Regions from separate parts of the Danio rerio genome. Here all the other regions are linked to region 2. Evidence: chromatin contacts called from public Hi-C and HiChIP or PLAC-seq data. All regions are on one chromosome and are shown on one strand. The core of a region is the stretch at or near the end of the contact, and the rest is flanking DNA. Distances in the headings are between cores, read along the strand shown. Region 1 overlaps mthfd1l (methylenetetrahydrofolate dehydrogenase (NADP+ dependent) 1 like). Region 2 overlaps akap12b (A kinase (PRKA) anchor protein 12b). Region 3 holds the start of mthfd1l (methylenetetrahydrofolate dehydrogenase (NADP+ dependent) 1 like).

The links. Hi-C and Micro-C count contacts between places; a contact is called where the count stands out from the background. HiChIP or PLAC-seq counts read pairs in DNA pulled down with a chosen protein or histone mark.
Region 1: a Hi-C map of gastrula embryo shows a contact between it and region 2, with 1.8 times the contacts expected there. The contact joins two enhancer-like sites. A contact is called at or near these places in 9 of 18 Hi-C or Micro-C datasets (caudal fin, embryo, fibroblasts and 2 more) and 2 of 4 datasets of contacts at active chromatin or transcription factors (caudal fin and gastrula embryo).
Region 3: an H3K4me3 HiChIP or PLAC-seq map of embryo shows a contact between it and region 2, with 6 times the contacts expected there. The contact joins the promoter of mthfd1l here to the enhancer-like site in region 2. A contact is called at or near these places in 10 of 18 Hi-C or Micro-C datasets (caudal fin, embryo, fibroblasts and 2 more) and 3 of 4 datasets of contacts at active chromatin or transcription factors (caudal fin, embryo and gastrula embryo).

Annotation. Positions count from the first base shown.
Region 1 is chr20:29,222,219-29,225,123 of GRCz12tu, forward strand. mthfd1l (methylenetetrahydrofolate dehydrogenase (NADP+ dependent) 1 like) reads right to left here. Exons shown (of 27, transcript NM_001242996.1): 19 at 1,980-2,048. Among named protein-coding and RNA genes, the nearest start is that of mthfd1l, 23 kb to the right of the region's middle. Within about 2 kb of position 1,488, at least 11 of the 62 cell types and tissues checked have an H3K27ac peak or open chromatin away from gene starts, as enhancers often do. A contact at or near this core is called in gastrula embryo, where this site is marked.
Region 2 is chr20:29,130,499-29,133,509 of GRCz12tu, forward strand. It overlaps akap12b (A kinase (PRKA) anchor protein 12b), which reads right to left. Exons shown (of 4, transcript NM_001281788.1): 3 at 1-834. Among named protein-coding and RNA genes, the nearest start is that of zbtb2b, 23 kb to the left of the region's middle. Within about 2 kb of position 1,658, at least 9 of the 62 cell types and tissues checked have an H3K27ac peak or open chromatin away from gene starts, as enhancers often do. A contact at or near this core is called in gastrula embryo, where this site is marked.
Region 3 is chr20:29,245,769-29,248,475 of GRCz12tu, forward strand. It overlaps mthfd1l (methylenetetrahydrofolate dehydrogenase (NADP+ dependent) 1 like), which reads right to left and starts at 1,393. Exons shown (of 27, transcript NM_001242996.1): 1 at 1,093-1,393. The coding sequence starts at 1,328.

The sequences.
Region 1 (2,905 bases), core at 238-2,737, 92 kb after region 2:
ATGAAACGTTCACTCCCACAATGCACTGCGAAAATCAAGGAACATTTCTCTCACCATGTTCCCTTGGTACTTTTAAAGTGCAAATTATAAGGGAAAAAACAAAAACAAGTCAGATAAAAGTCTTAAAGGTACTCAAAAGGCACTAAAGTCTTAAAGTGAAGAATTATTTATTACTTGATTGTTCAAGCTACCTCACAGAAGCAACATCCTATTTCTTCCTAAAAAACCTAAACGGGACATCCCTACATAAAAATATAAGAAGAGGCAATTTTGATTTAATGCAGACTTTAACCACAAAGGAACCTCAAACTCCGAACTGATTAGTATAATGAATTTTACATTATAAAATTATTATAATAATAATTATTATATAATTGCTGGCATAAGAAACAATCAAATGATTCATCAAAAATGTAACTTAAAACTTTTCAAAATATGAATACCCATAAATTTCCCCCATAAATTCCAGTTTTGATGTTGTACATTGAGAAAGATCTCATGTCATTACTGATTCACAACAACCTCAAGAGTTAGGGAGCTGATTAAGAAGCATCCATACAATCCTTTAAAGATACATTTACTTCAAACACTCTTGTGTATTGTTAATCAAACAGTCTGAAATGCATCTGTGTACACACATACATCCTCTTGGGCTGTCATTCACTCACTTCCTCTCTCACATACACACACAAACACACATATGCACAAAGTAAAACCAAACTAATTGTACTCAGATTTTGATTTTGAAGTTCATAGTACACAATATAAAAACGTTATGCAAACTGCAGTGTTGGGATTTAGATGTTTCTATTATTTAGAAGGGTTTATGGTTACCTGTGCCTGTGGTTAGGCTAAAAATGGGCTAAAAAAAACATCTTTATGCATGCGTGTATGAGAAAATAATCTCTTTGATTACTAAGACTTATTCTATTACTAATGCATAAGCATAAATATCAGCGTGAATGTAAAACATTTAACAATTCAGGTAAACTGTAATTAAATTTGTGATAAGTTGAGAGATGCCCTTGTGCCACCCCATTCATCACAAACATGAAATTAAATAATGATTCATTAGATTTACTATTTGTTAAAGGTAAATGGTTGCAAACAATTTATATGGGTTAAATTTAAATAAGTTGAACTTAGCAAAAATTTTATTTATTTGTTTAAAATCAGCCTGTATAAACTGTTTGCAACCATTTACCTTAAAAAATGTAAATAAACTGAATAACTTTTTTGTCAGTGTGTGGTAAAAAAAAAAAAAGTCCTACTAACTTAAAATGTGCATTTACCCAATTAGTTTGAGTCAATATGTTTTTACAAATGTTTTTAAAGTAATCTGAGTGTTTAAAGTGCACACACACACACACACACACACATGCTCACACTAACACACCCCCCAATTCACAGCATGGACATTAAAGGCCACTACAAACTGAGTGTTCCCACAACCCTTTGCTGCCTGGTCCATTCTGATACGATTCCTCCTAACAAGAGAAACAGGAAACAGGCAGGAAAGGTTTCACAAAGCGTTTCTGCGTCTCTCTCTACAAACACGCAACTCCTCTGCATCTCACACGCACAAACTTACGGCCGTACACCCCAAACATCAATCACAAGTCATTAGCATGTTTAAAAGCCGTAAAGATGAAAGGCATTCCAACAATCAGGCTTTTCACCACTGTCTTCTTCTCATTTCCAGTTTGCTTGTGGTGTTCGGGGTGTGATAGTGAAAGACAGAGACACACTCCCACTGAGCCAAAACCAAAACCAGATGTGCATGCGTTACTGTACGAGTGTGTTTTTCTATGTCATGCCTCGAATATCCTATCACTTAGCCAACACTGAGAGTATCGAGTTTGGGAGTTTCCATCAAGATAGGACAGTTATGTGGGAGACAGAATAAGAAAAATAGCACAAGCAAGCGCCTGTGTAAAAGATATGGAGAGTTTGGGGTACAGGAACAGGGAAGGTCTCACCTCCAGTGTCTGCATTAGTGTGGGTTTGATAGCATCTTTCATGAGGACGGCCAAAGCCCCGGTCACACCCTGGGAGAAGCAAAAGAACAAAGAAATGTCAAGATATGTTGGTTGCAATAGTTTTTAGGTTTTATCCATATTGCTATGGTGTAACCGATAGTCTTAGAGTTAACAAATGTAAAAAAAAAAGAAAAGTTACTCGCCATTTACTCACCCTCAAATCTTTGAATTTGTTGAACACAAGAGAAGATATTTTGAAGAAAGCTGGGAACCTGTAACTATTGACATTCATAGTAAGAAAAACAAATACTATAGAAGTCAATGGTTACAGGTTTCCAACATTTTTCTAAATATCTTACTTTGTGTTTAATAAAAGAGAGAAACTCATAAAGCTTTATGGGGAAACAAATAGACTTTTTAGAGTTTACAAATGTAAAAATAAATACATAGATACAAATAAAAAGTAGAAATTAAAGGGATAGTTCGGCCAAAAATTAAAATATACTTACCATTTACTTGCCCTCAAACTTTTTTGAGTTTTTTTCTGTTTTTTTCTGTTTTTCTGTTAAGATATTTTGAAAAATGCTGAAAACCTGTAAACATTGATTTCCATAATAGGAAAAACAGAAAAACTAATTCTATGGAAGTCAATAGTTATAGGTGCCAACATTCTTCTAAATATCTTCTTTTGTGTTTAACAGAGAGAAACTCATAAAGCCTTGAAACAAGTAACGTTTTTCTTTATATATTATTGAATATTATACATTAAGTATAGATATTATTTTGTAAATGCTTAATGCAGTCAAATCACACTACCAGGTGATATATGTAAACGTCTAGTAAAATAATAAATTTTATTATAGCTAAAGCTTTTACCACAATTTATTGTATTTTAATTTATGTATTTTAAAAAAACCACAAAAGGG
Region 2 (3,011 bases), core at 408-2,907:
TGGTAGTTTCAGCTTTAGTTTCAACAGTTTCAGATGGTTTCTCTATCTGCTCACCCTCAGCTGGTTCATTTTCAGCATCAACTTTAGCTTCTTCTGTAGCCTCGGGAACACCCTCTGCTGTTTCCTCAGTTTCCTTAATGTCCTCCTCCACAGGCTTTTCTTTGACATGTTCCTCATCTTTGGGCTTTTTGAAGCTTGCCTTTTTTCGGAGGTTAGAAAAGATTCCCTGAGTAAAAAATCTCTTAAAGGGACTCTGTGTCTCCTGAGAGGGTGGGCTTGTGGGCGATTCAGCTGGCACTTCTGGCTCTGGTTCTTTCTCTGATATTGTCCCTGTTTCTTCAGCAGGTTTTTCAGTTTCAATATCACTGACCTTTTCTGTCTCTGATGGTGCATCAACTACAGTTTGTTCTGCTGGTTCCTCTGCCTTCTCAGTTACTTCTTCAGCTTTGGCCTCATTTTCTGTGGTTTCTGGTGATTTTTCTTCCACAGACCTGTCCTCCTCTGCTGCAGGTTCCTCTTTCTTTTCCTCAGTGGCTGCATCAGCACCACTCTCTGCTTCCTTCACTGTCAGCAGTTGCACAGGCTCAGTCTTCTCATTCTTGTCTTTCTTCAGTGTGAATTTGAATCCAACGAAACGGAAAATCTTCTTGAAGCCCACTTCATTGGCCTCTTCTTGTTTTTCCTCTACCACCTTCTCTTCAGCAGTTGTAATCTCATCTGCATTTGCAGAATCGTCTCCCTTCTCTCCATTCATTTGAGGGGCAACCTCTTCCTGGTGCACTTCTATTGTTTCAGGGCTGTCTTCTTTTGGGGAGATGGTGTCCGTTTGACCAACTGAAATAAAACAAAAATGAAAGATTTTATTAAATTGCTTGCATAAATTTATTCACTTATACTTATGATACTTAATTGGACATCTAAAAAAAAATGAATCAAGTCGTCACCATTCGAATCATCAAGTTAACAGATTATTAAATAACATAACACTCCAAGTGTTTAAAATCGTCTGTGTGTTTGGTCTCTTGTGGATAGTCAACCCACAAAAAGAATTAGTTTAGAAAAACAGGTTTGTAATTATAATAATAAAAGCAAAATAAATGATCTAGTGAGATGATTAACTCAAGATGGAGGACTGTGTCATTTGAAGGAAATCAGAGCCACATTTCTGGAAAACCTGCAAAAAAAACATTTCCCCCCTTACAGATTTAATCAGGCATATGATGGCAATCTGATATTAAGTTTACATATTCTGGTCTCCTGCCTGTAAATGTTAACCAAAACTATAAAACGGGGGTGATGACAACAGTTAACTTAAAAGCAAACAGGGGAAATTTCCATGTAGTAAGCTTCAGCTATGCAGGATATGTTGCCAAACTTTTTGGACTATGAAACTGACCTGATTTAATAAAACACAGCAAACTCATATCGAAGGGGCTTTTTTTGATAGTATTTTACTAATATTAATCAGCATGTGAGCACAGTATCATCTGAAACTAAATGTAACTAAAAGCACAACAGGTGGATAAACAAAAAACACAAACACACACACACACACATTTATAATGTCTTAAATTCCTCCCTCGTCTATCTGTGTTTTGACAGGAGTGGGTTGGTTTTGAGGGTGTGGGTCTAGGAACAGGGAGTCATGTTCACATATAGTGTGGGCCTCCTAGAGGCCCAGTTTCCCTTTGACATCCAACCTAGCAAGAGACTGCTCACATCTGGCTCTGCTTGCTCTTGCTTTGGGGTCTGAAACCCACCCAGTGACTTTAAAAACAAATTCCAAGCATTTTTAATGCATGGATATAACATTACTTGACATCCTACACAATTGCATGACACAGGCCTAGATAACGCAAACACATTTACCAAACAAACAACTTATGATTTATAAAACGAAAAATTATAAATCATATTAAAATAATCATATTTTTATGTGACTGGTAAAGTCTTACCCCACCCTTAAAAAATTACAATGAAACAACAAAATAGAATAAACTACCAATGCTCCTAATCGTGCCATGGTCACCCAGTGGAGAATGCATTTACAATCTTACATTAGCTTATCCACCTTCAGTAAGTTTAAATTAAGATAGCTCTTCTGTGGTTTTAAAGTATGCTATAAATGTAGAGAGGCGCTAATCTAATACCACAATTCAATGTGATACTGGGGTGCAATGGCATTCCCATCCCCCTACAAAACAACAAGCCATCCCCCCCACAGACCAAACCCAATTCTAAACTTTAGCTTAGGAAGACTGTATTGTGTTGTGCTCTTTGTCTCCAAACGGGCCCCTGGTTTTTCCTGCTTTAGCTAAAAAGGGTGGGGGGCCACACTATTGTCTGTCCTGGAACCTAAACTACCATGATGAAATCCTTGCAGTAAAATGGGAAAGGGGCATTATGGGAAACAATTTAGAATGACAGATAGAAAATCTTGATGATATGGAAGACTGATTACTGGACAAGCTGTAAAACTTTTGGAAAAGTTTGGCGGTATCTTAAGGGGCAATAAAAGTTAGGTAACAATTAGAAAAATGAAACATTAAACTATAACATGATGCTGTTGCCTCACACAGCTGGAGACATGTCTGTGCAGTGTGTGTGTGTGTGTGTGTGTGTGTGTGTGTGTGTGTGTGTGTGTATTTAATTTTACTTGAGTATGAAAGACAAAATGGGTCAGGGACCATGAGTAAGCCATCAGTCGCCCTACATTTGCCTTTGTCTCAGATTGGGGAAACTCAAGCCAAGGAATTTGATAGCGTGTCTGTTGTGGCTGTTAAAGTGTAGAACTGTGGGTGGGTGGGGGCAGATGCCATCTGAAATCACAGTAGTTTGATAGCTGGGCTCTCTAGAAAGCTGGGGGAAGGGTGGATGTTTGTTGAGATGGGTCTGAGGTAATGGTCAACAACCCCCTACCCCTTGCTGTTACATGCAAATGCAGGCTGTTCATTAGTGGAATCTGTGAGTTTAGGGAAGTTGCAGGAAGAATGAGCAGTAGACTGACTGCC
Region 3 (2,707 bases), core at 143-2,642, 120 kb after region 2:
TTTTCCAAGATAAGTTCAGGCTTAAACAGAAACTTGTTTAAATATACTTAAAAACAGTTAAAGGCTTAAAACTATTTAAAAAGTATTATTTAATAATGCAGCCCTGTCATTTTAAATCTTTACATTTTGCCATTATAATTTAATCTGCTGGGTTCACCAATTCCTCATCAAAAAGTTGTTACCATTTCAAATTTAATATTAAAAGTTACTAATAATATGTATTATTATACATACATTACATAGTACTAAGTACAGGTCAGTATTAGGTTGAATTTACACAAATATATCAATTACACTTAATAAGACATTTGACACAAAACATATTTGAACCCTTAAAATAGACATTTAGGTTGCATTTAATGTGTAATTTATTTAAAAATCACTTCACTAGGGTTTGATATGGCACTGATTCAAATTAGATAATGAATGCCACCCATAAAGAATATATAATTTCAGGGAAGACCAAAGAGCGCTGTAACACTTTTCATTGTTTTTTGCTTTACTAAAATAACTGTATACTTCCCTTCTTACTTAGTTGTATATACTTGATATAGTTTGTCTTCCAACTGCAGTTTCCAGTTATGGTGAACATATATGAGTTATTTTAGTTTTTAAAATAATAAAAAAACTTTTATACTTTAAAATAACTATTGTTCCCACAAACAAACACTTAAAAGAAATCCTTTACCGAGAGACGATCAGTATTGTGATCGTCCACCAGGGGAGCGGGTTAGATGAGGACATTCAATGTAACACTGACCCACTAAAAACATTCATGTTTAGTTAAAATAAAGAGTCGCACTTTATAGGACATTCAAATACTTATACAGTATCACAATATGAACATGTAACCTAGTTAGGACACAGAACAACTATAGTAGACTACATCCGCACAGTGTGAAGACAGACTGAAGACTAATGGGAAGCAGAAGTTACATCAGCAGGCAGACAAAAACCGGCAGCACGTGGAAACAAATCAAGGCAACACAAGAGACACTTTATCTTCAGTAACGTTACAGCTAAAGTAGCTGTATAAACAAACGTGTTACTTTTCGATATGAACGTTTTTTACTGACAAAGTTTAATTCTTACCCAACTGCTCTTTCATACGGTGGTCCTTCGTATTTTCTCGCATGACTTTGTAAACTGGCTGCTGTTTCAGTTGTACCGCTGGTAGAACTCGCTTCTCGAGCCCGCAGAAAAGAAACCGCGCTGATATCAGGTGTGTGTCTGTTCTCCCGGGATAAAAATTTGACACAAGTACGTGATCTTTGTATGGTTGAGTGGCTCCGGCGAGCGTGGCGAAAGGCGACAGACAGTCTCATCATGCTACTTGGCTGGAGCTGCTGACAGAGCGGAGTCTGGTCTGATGCTCAGGTGATTCTCGAGCACTACTGGAACAAGACAAGCGCGTGCTAGACACCGGCATCACGGGAGCGCGCTCACTGAAGAACTGCTGAAGAGCACTTGAGGCGTTTTTGTAATAATTGTTCACAAGTCTAAGCAAGAACACAAATGACTCATCTGACATTGGGCAACATCTTATTTTTTCGCAGCGTTTTTTCTTTTCATTTACAAATTTGTAGAATTTGTGTTTTTTTTTCATAATTTTTTTTCTTTTATATATCACAATTGCCCAATAAAGACAATAAATATTATCTTAGGGATAGTTAGATACGGACCCAAACTAAAAATTAACTGGGCATTTAGTCACCCTTAAGCGGTTCCAAAACATTGAGTTTCCTTTTTCTGTTGAACACAAAAGAAGAGTTTTAGAAAAATGTAATCATTGACTTCCATTATGAGATAGTGTTAGTGAATGGTTACAGATTTTTAACATTCCTCAAAAAATAAATAACTAAATGAACTCAAGCAGTTTTGCGACAAGTGAACGGTAAGTAAATTATGAGATTTGGGTGAATCTCTTTAAGACTCACAAACTGTAGACCATAGTTAAATTTAAGACATTTTTTATAAATGTGCCTTAGAAAAAAAAATACTGGTGTGCATCTTGACACACAAAATAAATAAAAAACTGATTTGATATTTTAAGATCAGTCAGTGCAAGTTTCTTTCAGTTAAAACAGCGCACTTTTATTTTAGTCTGGAATATTAATAGGATAGTTCATCCAAAAATTAAAGTTACGATCATTTACTCACAATCTTTATGACATAAGTTTCAAACTGGATTCCTGGAGGGCCGCAGCTCTGCAGTTTTGCTCCAATACTAATCAAACACAGCTGATCGAAATAATCAAGGTGTTCAAGACTACTAGAGACTATATTAAGCAGGTGTGAGTTGGAGGTGGTTGGAGCTATGCAGAGCCGCTGCCCTCCAGGAATTGAGTTTGAGACCATTGCTTTCTGAGTTTCTTTCTTCTGTTGAACACAAAAGAAAATATTTTGAAGAATGCTAGCTGGCTGGCACACACCGACTTACATAGTTTTAATAAATTCAATGGAAATGGATTCCAGCAACCAGCATTTTTCAAATGATCCTCTTTTGTGTTCAACAGAAGAAAGAAACTCAAATAGGTTTTGAAAAAGTGCAGGATGAGTAATGATAACACAATTATTATTTTTTCAATGATTTTTAAGCCTTGTATCTGCAGCCAGGGGATAGGTATAGGGAGTAAACTAAGTAACCCAAGTCACACTGATGATCCTCATGGCAAGAGCTGAAAGGAAGCATAGCATTAACATAAGC